Linked DNA regions of Mus musculus: region 1 is linked to region 2. The links are chromatin contacts, called in public Hi-C maps. All regions are on one chromosome and are shown on one strand. Each heading gives the region's core, a stretch centred on a gene start, on an enhancer-like site or on the middle of the called end of the contact. The rest is flanking DNA. Distances are from core to core; before and after follow the strand shown.

Region 1 (3,943 bases), core at 648-3,147, 320 kb before region 2:
TGTTTTTGGAGACAGGGTCTCACTGGTACCTGAGGCTTGTTCTCAGGTTCCGGTCTCTGGCTAGTGAATCCGAGGGATCCCGTCTCTGCCTCACCTGCCCTGGGACTATGAGTGTGCATCACCAGGCTTGGCTTTTTACATGTGTGCCAAGCCTCAGACTCAGACCTTCATGCTTGTGTGGCAAGCACTTTACCAACTGAGTCACTGTCCTCCTTGAACACCTTCCAGAGAGATCTGGACTCACTGGTGCCACCTGGCACCCTATAACTTTCCAGTGTCTGTTAGTTAAGTGAATGAACTAACTTGGCACTTGGTATTTTGCAATTTATAATGTGCTTTTAAAAATAACTTCATTGTAATCCAAATAGCAGTATGTACAGGATAGAGCCTGTTATTCTACTCCACAATAAGTGGATCTTGTTACTCCATTCCACAATATCCACAAACAAGCGGGCATACAGTAAGGCAGGAACTAGCTCAGTGTCAGACAGGAACATGTATGCAACCCAGTGCCCTGCCAATAGTACCCTCTAGCTTGGGAGGGCCTTTGGCGCCTTCTGAGGCCACTGAAGCTTAGACATTGAAGGGGAAGAATGAAGTCTGACGTGTGCCACATTCTACACAATGCGGCCCTTGGAGTGCTGTCTCAATCCTGTGTCCAGCCACCACAACACACTTCAACAACATCAGAAGCCTGGTGACTGGAAGCTGCACACTTAGAAAACCAGGACCATTTAATCTCAAGCCTTGGGTATGGTTGCATGGCCAGTTCCATATTGACCTCATCTTCCTGCCTCCCATGGGGTGAATGGTGATCTGCATGTCTGCCCTTCATCTTTCCACTCCATCTTTTGAGGTCACCAAGACAGATGTGATATATCCATAGGACACAATTGTTCCTTAGAAGGGTGCTCTACACATTTTAGGGGCTCAAGACAATGATGAGTGACACTCCCTCTCCTCCCATAGTCTTTTCAAACTGAGAACAAGGACAGGAAATTGATATGAAGGATTCAGGTACCCGGCCTCTCTTTCTTCCTTCTCCACTAGACTCTAAACTTTGGGAGCCAAAGTCAGATGCAGGCTGAGACATGGAAGATGGAAATCTTTAAAAAATGTGTTCATGTGCCTGGCCCACTATAATTCCCAGCATGAACTGAGGAGTGGCATCAGATCTGACCACACATAATATCCATGGGAGCGTGTCACAGCCTTCAGCAAACAGTTCTGACAGTACACAGTGTGAGGGTAGGCGGTGTCCCAGTGGAATGCCACCCCTGTACTTACTGTGCAGCATGTGACCCGATCGCTGCCTTGGGAATGGGGTCAGTTTCCTCATGAATGGCGTACCTAACTCTGGGCCTCTGAACCAACTCTTGGTGCTGTTAGTGTGTGTTGCCTTTGAGATAGCACATAGTGGGAAACCATGTGTGTGCTTCAAGCTGAGCTAGTTTTAGGCCAGAAGTTGGCAAGGATGGGCCAACATCAGCACCTGAACTAATGAAGCCTAAACAAGAGAACCATGTCTCTGCTCGCAACCACAGAGCACCCACCCTCCATCCCTGAGCCATGTTCTTGTTGCTTAGGGGGCTGGGGGCAGGTGTGGAAGGGTGTTACTGAGACTATTTCTGCTTGTTATGATCTCAAAGGCAAGGCGACATACCAGGCAGCAAGGATCACATTACAGGACTCTGTGGACACACCGGGCGAGTGTCAGCAACCGCTATTGCATCTGGGAGTCCAGCAACTGCTGTGGCAGGGCAACACAGTGCCCAGCCTGTGCTCATCTTGCTAAGCTGTGTGTTCATTCAGAGTCAGAGGAGCAGAGAAAAGAGACAGCTTTGTTCCAAGCTACTAGTGAAACTACCAACCTAAAGGGGGCAGAGGCAGCCTTTCCTAGTCTGCACAAGCTTTCCTGCAGACCAAGTTTGCAGTTTTGGTCAGTAAAGAGCTGGTATATAACAGAAGCTCGCAAAGTAAATTCATTGGGAAGTGAATTCTATAAATGACACCCTTGTTTGCATTGGCTTTGAGTGCAAAAAGGTTAAAAAAAAAATAGGTGCTTCCTAGCTCTCACGTTAGAGGTCCTTTAGGAGCCTCACTGGTTTTCCCCCTAGCTCACATTTTAGGGGGTCCCTTAGGAGCCCTTCCTGGTTTCTTACTAGAGCTTACCAATCACTTCAGCACTTTTGGCCTTCTTCCCCATCCCACTGCTCAGACTGGGAGAGAAGGCGAATCCAGACAGAGCAGGGGTGGGAGAGGGTTGGGCATCTGGGCTCTTGAAGACAGCATGTGGTTCCCTTACCCACTGTGTTTACCAAGCAGATGAGTCAGTATTCAAATCAGCATTCCCTTCCATGTAGGTACACATGGGTGTCCCACCTTGAACCAAGCCGCTGAAGACAATCAGTCCCACGCAGCAAGGAGGGTGTTGGCCCCCTGCCCCCATCTAAATCTGGTAGACACCATGTGTGTCAGAGCCACCAGACCAATGAACAAACACAGACATACAGAAAAAAAAAACCTGTAAAAACAAAGGGGAGTAAGCTCCCCACCCTTTATGCACTTCACAGAGCATGCTCTGTAGTGCCAACTATGGGGAGAAGGAGAGACCTATTTCCTAGTCAGCTCCTTGGTACCTACTTTAGGGACCAGAGTCCTTGTTAGAACTCAGAGCACTTCCAGTTTAAAGGTCAACACATATTCTGTAAAGAGTCAGACATTAGATATTTTCAGCTTGTAGGTCAAATCTCTGTCACAATAACTCGTATCTGCTCTGAACTGATCATGGCTGTAGACAAGATGTAAATGGACAGGGGTAGCTATGTTCTAATAAAACTTTATTCATAAAAACAGGCGCTGGTAGTGCAGATCTCTGACTGTTCACTGATCCCTTATCTAGTCTGCACCTTCTCTGTGTAGAGGTGAATTCCCTCAGGGAATTATGCTGCTGTCCAAGACTGAATTTGCAAGGCTTCATGGTGGGAACAGAGCAGGCCCAAGAGCCAACAAAGTTGAAGGAAAGATGGCTACTTGGATAATTGGAGATTTTAAATAAGACTTTCACCCTACAAGAAGGGACTAACAATTGAATGGAAAATCACAGGTTAAACATCTCTGTTTGGGTCCAATCTGTCTAAGATGGGATACACAACTCATCTCGCACTGATGGAAGAAGGGGTTGTGGCTTTCCTAGTGTATGCTGCTCGTGGTCACTAATCAGCGAGACTCAGACACAGTCTAAGAGTGCCTCAGGAGAAGGGCTGTGGAAAGAAGCCAAAAGGAACTGGAAAGCCACTGCACTTGTCTGTGGACAATAGGAGAAGAAAGCAGCAAATTCGTTTTTTCCAGTCAGCAGTTTGTCTAATTGCACAGAAATGGTCAGGGAGGACAAGCCCTCTTGTCCGGCTGAGAACAGGTTGTTTTGGCTGTCAAGCATTTTCAAAACAAGTTTTCTTGGTCTCCTGACAGGCTGAGGCAAGAACAAGAAAATGAAGAAAGGAAGATCCCATGATCAAGCTTGCGGTTCACGTGGGCCGTCTCTGCCTGAACAGTCAAGTGTGCTTTCAGAACGTCCAGATAAAACTGGTCTTAGGGCTAATATCACCTTGCCAGTGACACTATTTAATGAAGTGATTCGTCTAAGAACTCTCTGGCAGCTGGATAATCAGTCTGGGAGGAATAAGAGGTCAAAGTCACTCTCAGGCACAAGGGTACTCGATTCTGCCCAAACCTAAACCTGCTTTGCTTTAATTCTCACCTCAGGTTACACAGAATCTTCCTGAAGCTGATGTTTAAAACTATCTTCTTTAAGGTGGATTTTTCCATTGCAACCACAGAACACTTGGTCAGGGTGGGGCAGAGAATGTAGCAAGGAAGTGTGCACCAGGCAGGCTAGGATCAGCCTGGTCTCAGGGAATCCACCATTCCCAGCAGCATGGTC
Region 2 (3,691 bases), core at 39-2,538:
AGTGCTGAAAGAAACAGAAGAATTAAGTAGGCAACAATATGGCCTAATTAATTAGACTGAAGCTTAAAATCAAACACTCTAAGCAAAGCAAAATCCTGTTGTCCCTCTAAAGACTTCATCTGCACTGGGGAGAGGACTTCCACTCTTCACAGATGTTCTACTGCACACATCTGCATCATGGGAAAACAAGGCCAGACTTAGAGGTGACAAGAAAGATCACTTGCATTTTTGCCCTAGTCCAGCAATATGGGCAGAGTTCTTTCAAACTGCTACCTATCCAAAGCCTTTATAATTTGCCAAAGTTTGAAGTAATTTGTTCTTTCAAAGGAAGAAAGCAACAACAAGAAACAATAGTGTGTTTCCTGCCTTATGAAGAATACAACAGAGCTTCCCAACTGCACGTCCTAGAGACACATGCCAATTGCCTCACATGTACAGGAAAGCAGCTACTGATAGAGGACCAAACAGAATGGTCTACACAGGGAGGACAGAGCACAGAGCACACACGAACTGCCAGATTTCACCCCTGAGGCTGGCACATACACATTCCAGAAGGCTGGGGATCCTGGACCTTTGACAACCAAATTCCATCATCTTTCTCTGAGAGAACAGTTATCTTTCCAGAAGATGCATCAGAGAAATGCTACCCAGAGCCTTGCCAGGCCTATCTGCACTTAGTGGTCCTGGCCCTGCTTCCATTGTTCTTCCGTCTGTGTTGAGCCTCCATCTGAGACCATGCAGAACCACCTGAGCAAGAATCATGTTTGCCTGCACGCACCAACATGATCTCAGCCATGAGCCCACGATATGCCATGTGTGAGTCACAGGCAGTGATGATGGTAAAAAGAAAAACTAATATTTGGAGTTCACCAAATAATGAGTCACGCTCCTGGGAGAAAAGGAATCCTTACAGCTGGCAGCTCCTTAGTATGAAATTTTTAAATTGTTGTAACATTAATATTAATTCCATGAAAGCTGGCAAGAAGGAAATGAGTGAGAAATGCAGTATTTGGTTGCCTGGTACCATGTAAAGCCCAGTTCATGCTCCAAGAACAAGAATGAGAAGGACATCGACTGCCTACTCCTGACGTGCGTGCCTCCCACACTCACCCTGACAAGCTGCTCCATCTCCCACACAACACTTCCATACTAATTTTGACCCTCATGAGTTAAAAAGAAGTCTTGCTTTCTCGGTACCCAAATGCCAAGTGGGATCTTGTGGGCTCTCACCTTTATAAAGGGAATGTTTGAAAACAGGCCCCTTTGGCTGTGACATCAGTGAGTTGCTGAGGCCTGCAAGGGCCGGAGGAAAGATTCCCAGTCCCTCGCAGCGCTGCCGCACTCCTACGGTACAATCTGGCAATGGCCAGGGACCAAAGCTTTAAAGCTGTTTTATGGTATTTAACATATGGTCATAAATTGCTCAGTGCTCTAAAGAGGGGCTAAATTTGCCACCCCTATTGATGAGACATGTTCTTATTTATTTAAATTTAGTGGCAAACTGGCATTTCTCCAGAAGGAGAGGGTTAGGCACAAGTACAAAGAAAGAACTAATGAGAGCTGGTTTGCAGCTCTGCTATGTACTGAACACAACCACTATCAAGCAGGGGCTTACCATGAGAAAAACAATAATAGGGACAGATTCCAATGTCTAAGGCCCAAGGAGGGGGAGGAGTACAGATTTGATTCGGAATACATTTTTTATTTTTTTCAGAATACATTTAAAAACTTTTAATCATTTTCTCTTTTTCCTCCAACAAGGGCTGTCTACCCATCTCTCTGTTGCCTCTGCCTCTTTATTCTCCTCACAAATTAGAGATCCTTGGTCTTTACTTGAAATCTCTGTAATTCCCTAGAATATCCCAAATCTTGCAAGCATTTTCTGATTTTGCCATATTTTTGGCTAAGTTTTTTTTAATGGATATAATTCTCCATCTCTAAAAATATAATCCTACCAAGATATTAAGTTCCCTTCCCTCTACAAGTCAGCAATCATATAGCATTTGAGTGTGTGGAGGGTGTATGCAAATGATATTAACAGGGATGGTGTCAACAGGTAAATACCAAAGCAGCGTCACCAGTGAATTCGGTTTTATATCTATACGGTGATTATCTTGCTTAGATCTGGGATGTGAAAGGGATTTCTACAAGCTGGAGGTTCGGCAGCAGTCTGGGAACAGTCTTTTTAAAACTCTACTAAGAAAGATTAGGCTGTTTATATCACACAAAAGTCTTTCTTTATAATTTTAAAATAGAGAAGATCCATACATGGCCCAGAAAGGAAAATCTGCATATAGACAGGAATAGAGACAGCAATTATCAATGTACACAAGTTAGTATGAATGTCATATGCTAGAAACTAGGAAGTGGGATATATTTCTCAGGAGGATGAAATATGTCATCTCAGCCATGTTCCCCCAAGGCAGACCAATGATCCAGTGATCAAGGAGATTAGATCATGCCATGAAAAGACTGCTGCTGTGAAACCTGACCTGATCTAGAGTAACTGGGTTATCTGAAGTGGCCATAAAATGGCTCATAAGATCTTTTGCCAGCTTCTAATTGAAATACCCTATGTGTAAGGTCATTCTGTCATTAAGGGCCAAAAAGATAAAGGAAAAAGACTATGCAGAAACATATTCAGGCCCTATTAACACCTCCAGTAAGGACCTAGTTTTCTGAAAATTCTTCATTCTGAGGTCAGACTGGAATGTTAAAATATCTCCTGTACTATTCTAAAAAGGTGTATTTGTAAAGCCCCTTCCTTTTGGACAGAAGGACAATATTTTTAGTGCCATAATCTTGCAAAAAGGAGAATAGGTCTGAAATTCAAAGATGATTACTAGACACATAGGTATTCGATAATATGAATTATGTATCACCACAAGACGCTAGGTATATTTATGCATTGATCCATCCAATACATCAATAATCATATTAAATGGAAATGATACAAACAGTTCAACCAAGAAACAAAGACTGTTAGAATTAAAAGCCAAGATCCAGTTACATGCTGCTATACAAAATTCACTCTAAATGTAAAGACCCAAATAGTTTAAAAATATCAATTAATGTAGATTTCAGAACAAACAATATCCTAAGAGCAAGGTGTATAGACATCATAATCTTACACTTTTTTTTAATCTAACAACACAGCTTTCAATATATATGAAGCAAAGGCTGATGGAACACTGAAGCCTGGTAGGTCTACAACTGCAGTCGGCAGTTTTCATGGCACTCAGCTGACAGACAACATAAATGAATAAAACATGCCACACTCCTAACACACACTCAGAATCACACTCAAAGAACTCAGTGACCCTTTCTGAACCCCCACGGTGACAAGAAGACAGACATACAAAGCAGTATGTGACATCTGAAAATCCTATCAACCAATTTGACTGAGCTGTTATTTACAGAGCACTCCACCAAATAACAGCAGAGCACACATTCGTTTGGATGCACAAAGAACACCTGCTAAGATCATTCATATCCTGAGCCATCAAACAAGTCTCAAAAAACTCAAAGTGATTTAAGTCATATAAAGAATAATCTCTACAATGAAATTAAATTCAAAATCAATAAGGTAACAAAGACATACAGAATTCTAGAAATTAAATGAGATATTTCTAGATAATCTCTATGTGAAAAAATCCAAAGGAAAATTTGAAACCATAATAGAAAAAGTAAG

Evidence for each region. Hi-C and Micro-C count contacts between places; a contact is called where the count stands out from the background.
Region 1: a contact with region 2 is called in a Hi-C map of cerebral cortex, with 2.7 times the contacts expected there. The contact joins two enhancer-like sites. A contact is called at or near these places in 1 of 39 promoter capture datasets (hippocampal neurons), 1 of 15 datasets of contacts at CTCF or cohesin (the NIH/3T3 cell line), 2 of 484 Hi-C or Micro-C datasets (cerebral cortex and nephron progenitors), 3 of 115 datasets of contacts at active chromatin or transcription factors (fibro-adipogenic progenitors, microglia and pancreatic cancer cells) and 2 of 9 other capture datasets (adipose tissue and pancreatic islet).

Annotation. Positions count from the first base shown.
Region 1 is chr5:32,069,340-32,073,282 of GRCm38.p6, reverse strand. All of the region lies in intron 11 of Babam2 (BRISC and BRCA1 A complex member 2), which reads right to left. Among named protein-coding and RNA genes, the nearest start is that of Gm40277, 19 kb to the left of the region's middle. Within about 2 kb of position 1,897, at least 35 of the 459 cell types and tissues checked have an H3K27ac peak or open chromatin away from gene starts, as enhancers often do. A contact at or near this core is called in cerebral cortex and pancreatic cancer cells, where this site is marked.
Region 2 is chr5:31,748,313-31,752,003 of GRCm38.p6, reverse strand. The region is part of intron 3 of Babam2 (BRISC and BRCA1 A complex member 2); the gene reads right to left. Among named protein-coding and RNA genes, the nearest start is that of Babam2, 52 kb to the right of the region's middle. Within about 2 kb of position 1,288, at least 65 of the 459 cell types and tissues checked have an H3K27ac peak or open chromatin away from gene starts, as enhancers often do. A contact at or near this core is called in cerebral cortex and pancreatic cancer cells, where this site is marked.